Linked DNA regions of Sus scrofa: all the other regions are linked to region 3. A link is a contact called in public Hi-C and HiChIP or PLAC-seq data. All regions are on one chromosome and are shown on one strand. The core of a region is the stretch at or near the end of the contact, and the rest is flanking DNA. Distances in the headings are between cores, read along the strand shown.

Evidence for each region. A called contact is a pair of places that touch in the nucleus more often than the background predicts. HiChIP or PLAC-seq counts read pairs in DNA pulled down with a chosen protein or histone mark.
Region 1: a Hi-C map of liver shows a contact between it and region 3, with 9 times the contacts expected there. The contact joins the promoter of PAXBP1 here to the promoter of C13H21orf59 in region 3. A contact is called at or near these places in 3 of 5 promoter capture datasets (fetal liver, fetal skeletal muscle and liver), 6 of 47 Hi-C or Micro-C datasets (alveolar macrophages, epiblast stem cells, heart right ventricle and 3 more) and 1 of 2 datasets of contacts at active chromatin or transcription factors (alveolar macrophages).
Region 2: a Hi-C map of liver shows a contact between it and region 3, with 3 times the contacts expected there. The contact joins the promoter of EVA1C here to the promoter of C13H21orf59 in region 3. A contact is called at or near these places in 9 of 47 Hi-C or Micro-C datasets (embryonic fibroblasts, fetal skeletal muscle, heart right ventricle and 3 more) and 1 of 2 datasets of contacts at active chromatin or transcription factors (skeletal muscle).
Region 4: an H3K27ac HiChIP or PLAC-seq map of alveolar macrophages shows a contact between it and region 3. The contact joins the promoter of URB1 here to the promoter of C13H21orf59 in region 3. A contact is called at or near these places in 4 of 47 Hi-C or Micro-C datasets (embryonic fibroblasts, liver, mesenchymal stem cells and 1 more) and 2 of 2 datasets of contacts at active chromatin or transcription factors (alveolar macrophages and skeletal muscle).

What each region holds. Positions count from the first base shown.
Region 1 is chr13:196,369,844-196,372,543 of Sscrofa11.1, forward strand. It overlaps PAXBP1 (PAX3- and PAX7-binding protein 1), which reads right to left and starts at 1,415. Exons shown (of 18, transcript XM_003132753.5): 1 at 935-1,415. The coding sequence starts at 1,274. It overlaps LOC106505849 (a long non-coding RNA gene), which reads left to right and starts at 1,552. Exons shown (of 4, transcript XR_001300667.2): 1 at 1,552-1,803.
Region 2 is chr13:196,066,309-196,069,032 of Sscrofa11.1, forward strand. It overlaps EVA1C (protein eva-1 homolog C), which reads left to right and starts at 1,335. Exons shown (of 8, transcript XM_021070917.1): 1 at 1,335-1,855. The coding sequence starts at 1,696.
Region 3 is chr13:196,224,088-196,227,218 of Sscrofa11.1, forward strand. C13H21orf59 (UPF0769 protein C21orf59 homolog) reads right to left here and starts at 1,308. Exons shown (of 7, transcript XM_003132752.4): 1 at 580-1,308. The coding sequence starts at 718. LOC102160250 (40S ribosomal protein S24-like) reads right to left here and starts at 2,838. Exons shown (of 1, transcript XM_005670326.1): 1 at 2,524-2,838. The coding sequence starts at 2,838. The coding sequence ends at 2,524.
Region 4 is chr13:196,046,453-196,049,152 of Sscrofa11.1, forward strand. It overlaps URB1 (nucleolar pre-ribosomal-associated protein 1), which reads right to left and starts at 1,430. Exons shown (of 41, transcript XM_021069844.1): 1 at 1,148-1,430. The coding sequence starts at 1,289.

The sequences.
Region 1 (2,700 bases), core at 165-2,664, 150 kb after region 3:
AAACAAAAAAATGGCTGGACTCCTCTCCAAAAAAAAAAAAAAAATCACACAAAAGCCAAAGACAAACTGCCTATTACTAGAAACAAGAAAGCGTTCCTGCATCGAGATGTGAGATTTACAAGTCTTGATTTCGTTTTTTACAACATACACTTAATTGGGTTATATTACACACTCAACAATTTGGCAAGTGAAATGACTTACGGCTCATTTAGGATCAGAAATCTAAATCCACTGCAGCCTGGCCCCTCACACCGCCTCGCTTCATTGTCCAAGCGTCAATTTGAGGAAGCCTGCACGTTTGTAGCCCCATTCACTTTCATGGGTAAACTGAGGCTCGGCGATCGCCAGGGACTAGTTCAAGGTCACTCAGAACCAGTTCTTCAACCAGAGCTTCTGTTCCCAAATCTAGTACTCCTCTTTACACACCCTGCCTTCCTGAGCAAGGATGCCTGACAAGGACCAGGAGACCAAGAGACCTACCTACTGGGTACAGTGACCTGGGTCACTACTGGGTACAGTGCATATACCACTGGGTACACTGACCTGCAGAGGGCTCAGAGAACGTGCCAAGAGCAGTCAGGGGATACGACTCGAGTTCTCCCTAAAACACACCTGCCAGGAAGAGGCAGAGTAGGGAACACGGAATTTTTTCTTGAAAAACTCTAAATGACTAATCTGAGATCCGGCCCCTCGGAGTAGAAAATGTTCGAGACGACGAAAAGGAGGCGGTAGTTAAGAAAAGGTTGGTGGCGGCGCAGGAACGCATCCCCTGCCAAAGCAGAAGGCCGGAGGCGGGGAAAACGTACAGCAGATCCGGCGGGAAAGGGCTCCTTTCTCGGGGGCTGAGGCTGAGCGTCAGGGGAATGCGGAGACCCGCGGTCGGGGCCGGGGAAACGGATGTCGGGGTCTGGGGGCGCTGAAGCGCGGCAGTTACCTTCGTCCTCGTCCTGGAAGCTGAGCAGGCTGGCCCGGGGCACCTCTTTGTTCTCGCGCGGCCTCTTGCGCGGCTTCAGCCCGTTGCCGGGCTCCGCGCCGCCCGGGAAGCAACCCCCGGCCTCGGTTCCGGGGCCAGGAGCCAGCGCGGAGGGTGGCGGCGGCAGCCCCGGGCCCAGCAGTGACTCCCCCCCGGGGGCCCTGTCGCCGGGGCCCGGCTCTTCGCCGGTGCCCGGCGGCGGCAGCAACGGTGGAGGCTCCTGCTCTTCATCACGCTCTCGCTCCTCCTCCTCCGAGTCATTCCGCTTGCGCACGTTCACTCGCCGGGCCTTTCGGAACATGCCTGCGGCCCGCACCGCGGTCGTATGCCCACTCCTACACGGCAGCCCCGGCAGCGCCGAGCTCGCGACAGCGCGCACGCGCGCTCTCCCGAGCTCCAGCCAGGTCCAGTCTTTGCCCCAGCTACCGCGCACCACCGAACCCGCATGCGCTCCGCTCTCACTACGTGGAGAGAACACCGCCCCTCTCGCGAGAACGTCAGCTTTTTGCACTGCCCTCTGTCGGCCTGGAGGACTATTGGCAGGCAACTCTGGGACTCTAGTGCTCTCCGACGGGTCACAAAGAGGATCATAGAGACGAAAAGAAAGAGTAAACCCGGCGTCCCTCAGCCCAAGGTGCTGCAGTGCGTCTTCCGCACTTACGCAGACTAGTCACGCGAGGAAACTCCCGCCAAGCGCTGAGAGAGGCAAATACAAGGGGGAGGGGGCGGGAGGCGGAGCGAGAGGAGGAGCGGGAGGAGGAGCCCGAAGGTGAAGCCTTTGGTGAGGGTGCGTGGAGCCCAGAGGGTGTGCTGAACTGAGGTGTTGTATGGTAATTATTACTAACTCTGTTGAGTAACACTTAGTATTTCTGCAGCTTAATGGCTACAGAGAACTTTCAAAAACAGTGAATTTCATTTATGATCAGATATTACCTGGCCTGATGTTTTTAGCCCCCCTCCCTCTAATACAACGAAAGCAAAAGTGTTTTGGTGTTTTCCAAAGAATGCCAGGTTTGCTAGGAGTTCTGACACATGGCTGATTTCAGAAACGGAAGGAAAAATCGACTTGAGGACTGGGGATGGTTGTGACACATTTCAGCCTTGTGCCACAGAGGTTAACAAACTTAACTGGCAACGGTGGATCCGGGTGTTTGAAGTTGAACTCGCAAGCTTACTCATTGTATTAGCAAACACAGGGCCTTTTCCTTCACTCATGTGTGTAAGTGCGAATTTGTTGTCATGTCTCAAAATTTAAAAGGTAACAAAGGACATTCATATAGTGAAACAAACAAACAAACCATCCATCCCTAGAAGCCCTGAAGGTTGCAGGCAATGTTAAAAGTTTCTCACGATCCTGCAGAGACAGCCTATGAATGTAGAAGCAAAGATGTATATTTTTGTGAATTACCTTTTTCCCACAGTGTGCAAACAGTGCATTTTAGTCTAATTGAAGATCAGTTATATTTGTATGTAAAATGGTGTCTCTTCTTTTACCCAGCTGCATAGTGATCCATTGTTTGAAAGTACCATAATTTATTTAGCCAGTTGCATAAAAAAATTGGTATTAAAGGAGTTCCCTGGTGGCCTAGCAGTTAAGGATCCAGCATGGTCACTGCTGTGGCTGGGGTTCCATCCCTGGCCTGGGAACTTCCACATGCTGTAGGCGTGAGAGGGGTGGGGGAAAGGCATGAAATTTATTTCCAGTCTTGCTATAATTATCAATGCCA
Region 2 (2,724 bases), core at 85-2,584, 160 kb before region 3:
ACGGCTTTTAAGTGCCAGGCATCCTTACCCACCCTCCTTGCCTCAGTTTCAGAGACCTAGAAAGTAGGCAGGAATACTTACATCCAAGGGTTATTGAGAAGGTTGAGTACTTTAATGTAGATTTTAAAAAATCATTGTGTTTGGCAGGCTGGGTCCTACGAACAAATACTGATCTTTGCATCCCCCCATTCCCACTCCCATTCCCAAGACAGGGAAGAAGGGGCCGGCATCTCAGTTCCCCCCACCCTGCCCCGGGGACCCTGGAGCACTAGGTGGGACCCTATGACATCCGGTCCTCCACGATCCCTGCGGCCGGCCTCTAAGAGGGTCCTACAGGTAGGCCAGCGAGTCTCGGTTTTCTTTCTCCAGGCCTCCGCGCCTCCTTCTGCGGCGTACGCGGGGCAGTTCGGACGGAGCCTGCGGGCGCACTGTGCCTGGTCCCGCCCTTGGGCCTCATTATCTACATTTCCGCGTCAAGCCTGCCGAGAACTTGGCAGGCCCTCCCGCGGTGTTCCGGAACACTTTGTGCCCAGCGCCCGCCGGCCCGGCTCTCCTCCCTCCCGCCGGCGCCGCCTGGCCCGGACGCCCCGCGTAATCCGCCGGTTTGGGTCGGTGGACCCCAGGGACCACAGCCGGCATTTCCCCCCCCACCCCACGCACTTGTCTTCGGTTCCCCCGAAGCCAGGCTCTGCAATCTGCTCCTCCTCTTCGGGCTGGGTGTCCAAACGTGGGTTACACCGCGCGTAATCGAGAGGTTCAGAAAGATGCTGTGGCCCATTTTAAAACAAAGCCCAATTATTAGCTTTCGGCGGCTGTTTGTGCCGGTCCAGTGTCAGATCCCCTGAGCGCGGCGGACAACCAATACGCAAAAGAAAACAGTTGCAGCAAAAAGAAATCGGCTCTGGAGCCGCCTGATCCAGAGAACAATGCCTGCCCCGCGATGGTTCCCGTCCTGGCTGCCTAAGACTTAGCAATGCTCTGAGTCTCAGTCTCCTCTTCTGTGAAATGGGGATAACTGTGCGAGCCTGGCGATTCGGCACGTGGAGCGCTGCAGGTCGCAAAGACGTCAATGCTGAGTTCCACACCTCCGGGTCCCCACCGTCCCGCGGCCCCCACCTCGGCCTCGGCCCCGCCCCGGGGCGACGGGGCTCTACGCGCAGCGCTGGCTCCAAAGTGCGTCACCGGCACCGGCCGCGCTCCTCCAGCGGCCAGGGCGAGGCTGGCACGGGGCCAGCGGGCCCGGCCGGGGGTGCCGGACCGTCTCGGGGCGGGGACCCGGGCGGGAAGGGCGCTCAAGTTGCGCGGCTCGCGGCGCGCTGCTGGGGGCGCCCTCTGCGGCGGGCGGCGCGCCAGGGACCAGCCTCCGCAGCCTCGGAGCGTGAGAGGCTACACTTTCCCTTCGCCCCCCGCCCTCGTTTCCTCCCGCGCGGCCGCAGCGGAGATTTCCTCTCGGGGAAACTACGCGGATCCTTCCCGGGGCTCGTGGCCCCGCCCCAGTTCTCCGCCCCCTCCTCTCTGCTGGGGAGCCGGTGCCGGCCCGCGCCGGGGAGGAGGCTCTGGCAGCCTGGGCCAGGAGGTGGCAGGGGGCCGCGGATCCGCCGGCTACCGACTCGTCCTGCCATGTGACGCTGCCCTCCGCCCAGCGACCCCCGGCGCGCCCCTGGCCCGCGCTCGCGCTCCTTCGCGCTGCGCACCATGCTTCTGCCGGGACATGCGCGCCCACTGCCCGCGCCCCAGCCCGCACAGCATCCCGGCCTCCGCAGGCAGGTAGAGCCGCCCGGGCAGCTGCTGCGCCTCTTCTACTGCACTGTCCTGGTCTGCTCCAAAGAGATCTCAGCGCTCACGGACTTCTCCGGTAAGAATCGACCTCCCTCCCTGTGTGCCCCCGGCGCCGCCGTGCACCCAGCTGAACCCTAGGTTGAAGGGGGGCGGACGCCCGAGGGGTCAAGGCCGGGTTGGTTTAAAGTTGGGGCGCAATCAAAGCTGGTTTTCTTGCCCAGTGTGAAACCTTAGTATATGTAGCTGCGTGTGGGGTGGCAGCAGGGGATGCCCCACCCCCGAAGGAAGGGTCCATATGGTGTTTGGAGTTTCTCTTCCAGTGAGTTGACCTCGTCACTTTCCCAGTGGCAGGACCCGGCTCTGATGGGTGAGGGTCCGCTGGTAGCTCCTTAAGTTGATAAGCTGAGACCTGTGCCCCTCTTGGCGCTGTTGGTACACGTGTTGGTTCACGTTGCACTTGGTTTGCCATCCGCATAGTCTGAGTGTGCCCCGACCAGCCTCTCGGGTGCCCATGTAAGGAGACCAGCCCAGGAGACCCTTGACCTGAAGTCTATACGGACACGGGCTGGGAGGTCTGGTGGAGATGCAGTGGGAGATGAGTTAGAAGCTTACAGAACAGAGAGGAGACTCGGTAACCTCTCTTCACTAACCAAAAGTACCAGCATCTGCCCCTGGCAGCCCCAATGCCTTAACCAAAAATAACGACCTCCCCCCCACCCCCCAGTAATGGGTGAGGTTTTTCTTTTTGGTGACTGGGACCAAGGGCCCCGGCAGCTGATCTCGGTCAGTTCTGGGATGGTAGGTGTGGTGCTGCAAAGTGAGAGAAGTTTCTGGGTTGATGAGGGCTATAGGAGCTGAATTTTTACAGCCGGGCTTGCTTAGCCCAACAAGGTCCCTGTATCAGACCTGGGTTTCCCCCTGGCCAGGTTGGAGGCCTTTCACCCT
Region 3 (3,131 bases), core at 58-2,557:
AAAACATTGTAACATGAGACTCAGGCTGTTTCCTGGGGAAGGGAACACCATGAGAGGTAAGATCAACGAGGCTCTCTCACTCTTTCTCACCCCTGAAGGCTGTCCCAAAGCTGAGCGATTCATCCAGAAACTGTTCTACCTCAAAAGTCACAAAACACGGAATTCCCTTTTTTAAAAAAACGGCCCTTTGGTCGTCCCACCTCTCACACTTGCTCAAATCAGACAACACCTGCTCTTGGGCCCAGGCTTTCTGTTCCCTCCTGTGCTTCTTGCCTCTGTACTGGGCCTATTTCAGTTTGTTTGCTCCCAGCGCCCCAATCCCGGCTCCCAGACCCTGGGGTGGGCCAGCCAGCTCTCCAAGCATCTCTTGGCGAACGCCGCGGTCCCATTTCAAGCCCGGCTGTCGCACATCTTTTGTAAATCTTCACAAACTTGACCCTCGCCCCGAGCCTGCTTCTGAAAGCCTCGTGGGTCCCGCCCAACTTCCTCCGTTCCAGACCGCTCCGTTTCTCCCTCCCTCCCGGACCCGGAGCGGTCCAGGATCCCACGTCGCAAACTTGAGGCGCTGCGGGGCCGCACCTGAGCAGATGCGCTGCACCTTGAGCCGCGCGTTGTAAACCTGGGCCACCTGCACGGTAAGCTCCTCCAGCTCCGTGCTCCCTGGTGCCTGCAGCAAGAACTGGCTCTCGTCGCCCCGTTTCACGTGCAGCAGAACCATGGTGGCCCCGGAGGCCCCGCCGAGACGGCGAGAAGGCCGGGGGAGGAGCGGGCCGCGGTCACCCGCCAGGCGAACCGCGTCGACCGACTAACTGCTGCTGGCAGTTAGGCCGGAACCCAGAGCTCCGGCCTCCGCTGTGCGGGGGGAACCAAACTCGCTCCCGGAAGTGGCTGTTGCCCGGAGAAACAGGAAACAAAGTTTGAGGGGCCACGACTCCAGGTCGGACTCCGGGGCTGGGGAAGCTACGGTGCGCGGAGATCTAGTTCTCCACTACAGGAAGCAGGTGCTGCTGAGCAACCCTCTACACAGTCCTGGAGGACCGCGGGTGCCTGAGCCTACCCGCCGAGCCGGATTCGCCCAGCACAGTTGCCGGAAGTGGTTGTTGTCGGGGCAACCAGCAAACAGACCAAGCAGCAGGAGGGGAGCGCGGACCTCCCAGTCCGCTGGCTTGGGGCCCGACACTCCACTCAAGGAGATGGGTGGAAGGGAAATTTCTAGGCCGGGAGTGGGTGGGGTGGTGGGCACCCGCAGGCGCCGAGCCCCTCAACAGCCTCCACAGGGCACCTGCGAGTCGCAGGAGCATTTCCGCCGGCTCCAATCCTCACTTCCGGAAACGCCTCCTGCCGCTTCCGGTCTGCGCCGTTTTGGAGAGGCTGTCCTGGCTCGCTCATGGTGCCTGTTTCCTCTGCTCGGGTTTTCAGCACGGAGGCGTTTGGGAAAGTGTCCATATTCCTTTGTTCAGGCTGATTCGGATATATCTAGAGTGACTCGAGCAGCTGCTAGTGCAGCGACCTCTTCCCACCCCGCCAACCATCCAGCCGACCACCAACCAACAAATTCCTATTGAAGAGCAATAGGGCTTGTGCTGTTTCTTCCAAGAGCCGGTGACATGGCTGCAGGTCCACAGCTTTCCTGGAGCTTATGTTCAGTGTAGGTGACAAAGAGAAAACAAAAGTAAACAGACAAGGCAAATTCAAATAGAGGTATGAAGAAAACACGACAGGGCGACTGGCTTTTTAAATTGGTTGGTCAAAGAATGCCTAAATAAATGTGGATGACATTTGCACTGAGCCCTTAATAACATGGCGCCAACAAAACTAAGATACTGCGCAGCTCCTACCCCTAGTTATTTCCTTTGAAGCCCATTGCTAAATGCGAATTGATTTGAATATGGCAAGCACCTGCTACTTGGTATACCTGAAACCTTGGCTTCCTCCATTGAAAGTGTATCCCTAGAGTTCAGGGCCGAGTGGAGGAATTTTGTGACTGTAGGCCTGGAAATGCCCAAAGCCAATCCAGGGCCTCATATGAATACCATTAGGCTGGTAATGGCCAGAAGGGGTATGGCATCCAGGGAGGGATGTGTTTTCACCTCTAGTACTGTTGAGGCAGGGATCATGGAGACCCTGCAACATGCAGCACTGATCAGATTGGCACATGTCTCTCTTAGCTCCTGACCACTGGCTATTAGATTATCCCCATTTCTTCTGAATCCAGTTCTTTATCCATCATGCCTGCTTCAAATCTGGTTTACAGGTGCCTTCTGGGTAGTGTGACTGTTTATCCACAAACGTGTATTACAAGGTCTCGGGGTATAATTTTTAATAATATAAAATGAAAAGTATAGAAAAGCCATGTTTGTATTGGCGATCCAGTTTTGTTTAAATATGTAGTTTACGAACAGCATCTCTGGTGGGAAATCTGCCAAAGTGCCCCAGATGAGGCGGTTAACCATCTTTAATTTTTGTCAGCACCGATATTTGCCCTTGAGTTCCTCTTAACATTATTCTTTGGTTGTGTTCTTGTCAGTGTTCTCGTAAGGTCTTTTTCTTCTCATACGGGTCATATCTTGCAAGTTTGGTGTGCAGCTTTTTCTCGGTGTGGTTTACATGATTATAGATTATGAAAAACCCTGTTGTCTTGTCACCACCCAAATGGGTTCTGAATTTGAAGCCAAAGCTGACAAATGTGGGGTCTTGAGTACTTTGCTTATTGTCTGTAAATATTATAGGTACTGTTGCCTTTCTAGGATAAAGGGCATCCCATGACCATTTGTATCCGTTGAAGCAAACCACTGCGATGAACACTCTGGTCCAGATAATTAATGGGCCATTTGCCATGGCTGCTGGATATCAGGTAGCCAGGGAGGAAAAGAGCAAATTTTTACTCTATTGAAAAAAAATTTTTTAAATAACGTTAACATGGGTATGTAGCCCTGAAGAATAGAGAATATCATTTTGCTTTTTTTTAGGGGAGGTGGGGAGGGCACTTTTCCTTCGGCATATGGAGCTTCCCAGGCTAGGGGTCAAATTGGCGCTACAGCTGCTGGCTGATACCACAGTCACAGTACCACCAGATCTGAGCCTTGTCTTCCACCTACACCGCAGCTCATAGCAACAGTGGATCCTTAACC
Region 4 (2,700 bases), core at 180-2,679, 180 kb before region 3:
ATCCCTGTCCTTTTAGAGCGCTTTGTGCTGAAATGATTGGTATGGGACTTTAAGGATTCCCATCTGCCTTCCCACTTGACTATTCATAGGCTTCCCCATGGCAGATTCTTACTCACCATTTTACCTCTACTCTGACAAATACCAGCCCCTTGCAAGTAATGAACAAAGGAATGAATGAAACGCAAACTTCTTTGCTAAAGCCACTATCATCTTCCCAGCTCTGGCTAGCATATGCTGGCATCCAACGTTTAAAAACACAATCTGTGCAAGACAAACTGGAAATTGAGGATACTCTGGACATTAACTTAACTTTCACTTGAAACAGTCACTGCTTTCTTCTGACACAGTACCAGTGTTTCGCACATGCTAGTGTCTTCCATTGCGTTTTGTCCTCATAACCTAAATACTTTCTAATGGAGTACAAGGAATTGGGAAGTTAGGTCACACTTTTCAAAAAGTGCAATTATTGAATCTGCTCCTTATCTGTCACTAGTCTCTTTTTGCTTTTTAGGGCCACACCAGCGGCATATGGAAGTTCCCAGGACCCAAGCCACGTCTGCAACCTACACCACAGCTCACGGTAAGGCCCAGATCCTTAACCCACTGAGTGAGGCCAGGGATCGAACCTCTGTCCTCATGGCTCCTAGTCGGATTCGTTTCCGCTGCACCACGACAACGGGAACCATATCTGTCACTAGTCTAATCTTGCTCAACTGTCAAGTCCTGCAGTAGCTTCATGTGGGAGCTTATGACAGGTTTTCTGGTCGGTGTGAGTGTTGGAGGATCAAAGCTACGGAAAACAGAGCTGACAGCCATGGCAGTAGCAAACTCACAGTCGGGACTCGATAAATAATCCGTTTTGTGAATAAGTACTACACATCCACTTTCCTGACAATTGCAGTAAAGGTTTTAGAGCTTGCTGAGGGACACTGTCCGGGCAAGGGAGGTGTGGGATCGCAGGAACTGTCACATTCAAGCAAGTCTGGGCCCTGGACTCCCAAGCACCCGGGCCTCGGTTTCCCGACTGCGAATCGGGAGGCTGAGCTCTGACCCTCGCTGCAGGAAGAAGAGGCTGCATCCACACACACACCGAGGCGGGTAGGCCGCCCCGAACGCATCGGCTCCCCGCCCCGGGTCCCGCACTCACCCGGCCCCGCACCCTGCGCGTCTCTCAGCTGAGTCTTGAAGCGCACGCCCGTGAGCTCTTCGGTGCGGGCTCGCTTGGCTGCGCCCGCAGGGGTAGCTCCACCTTCCCGGCCGCCCGCAGCCTTCCTTTTGGGGACCCCCATGGCCGAGAGGGCGGGGACGCGCCGGGACCCACACACCCCGGGACCTGACAAGAGGACACCGGGGGAGACCCGACAGGCACCTGTGGCCCACACGTGGGCTGAAGGGGCGGGGGGCTGTCGGAAGAGGCGGAGCCTCGGGAGGGAGGCCGGCGGAAGGGGCGGGGCCTGTGGGAAGGGCGGGGCGGGGCCTGTGGGAAGGGCGGTCCGGCGGAAACCCGGTAGCGGTTCCCTCTTGGCTGTGCGATTCTAGCTCCCTAGCTCGCTGCCCCGGGCCGAGCCGACGCTCCACCACACCCGCGCTTGGCCTCGGCGCGGGGGGGCGGGGGCGTCTATCGGCGGCTTTCTCGAGGGTTCTTGGGAGGAAGAATCCCCAGATCCTCCACTCCTGGGGGGCACGAGCCAGACCGCTGGCAGCAGCACCGTCAGCTCGGTTCTTGACCTGTGGGCGCCCTAATGGTGCCTCTTGACTGACATGCAGCGGGATTCGGTGCTTTGCCTGTTCGAGGCCCAGCGAGTTGGCCAGGAGGGTGGCTGCCCCGGGCTAAGTGCCAGGTGGGCTTTTGTGGGGAGATCCTTGCTCTGGGACCAGGTCGAAGGTCGTGCGGATGCCCCTAACCCTGACCCCTAGCTTATCTCACATCCGGAACCAGACTGGCTTGTCTGGTGCGATGTCGCCCCAGACGACCTCCACTTCCCCAAACTGATGGGTGGACTTGCGCCTTTCTGGTCATGTAGGGTGGGAGGAGGGGATCAAATGAAGTAACGTCTGTGAAAACCCTACGCGGACAGCGCAGCAGCCTCCACATCTAAGCCCCTGTCATTAAAATGGAGACAGTAAAGCCAGCTGTTCTCAGCGGAGAAAGTGATGCAATGCATGAAAAACTGCTTTGACGGGAGAAAAAAAAAAACTACTGTGTTTTTGTAAGATGTTATTGACTTGTTCTGAAATAAAACGGAGGTATAAATAAGTGGAAACAGGCTAGTGCATTTTTTAATACAACTTCATCCATACTTGGTTATGTGCGCAAACAAATCATGAAGCAGGTCATTAGATAAGTCATTTGGTGATTCCTGGAATTATCTGTCAGCTTGTCCTCTAGTATGAGAAAGTACTGCCCCGTGGTCTGTAAGCAGATCTGTTGTGAGCATCTGAGAACAGTGGCTTTTTGTGACCTGTTAGGGTTTCAGAGTCTCTAATAGAAAAAGCCTGTGCTGTTGACCCTGTGCTCCTGACCTGGCAAGACTATTGTGCCTGTGGAAATGCCTACCTTGTAGGCAGGTCAGAGGGAGTAGCCTGAGCAGATCTGAACTGATGCAGAGGTATTAAAAGGCAGGGATATGCTCAAAATTTAGGCTGTCAAGGAGGATACTCTTGTTAGTAAAGACAGACTTAATTCTGACCGGTCATCTT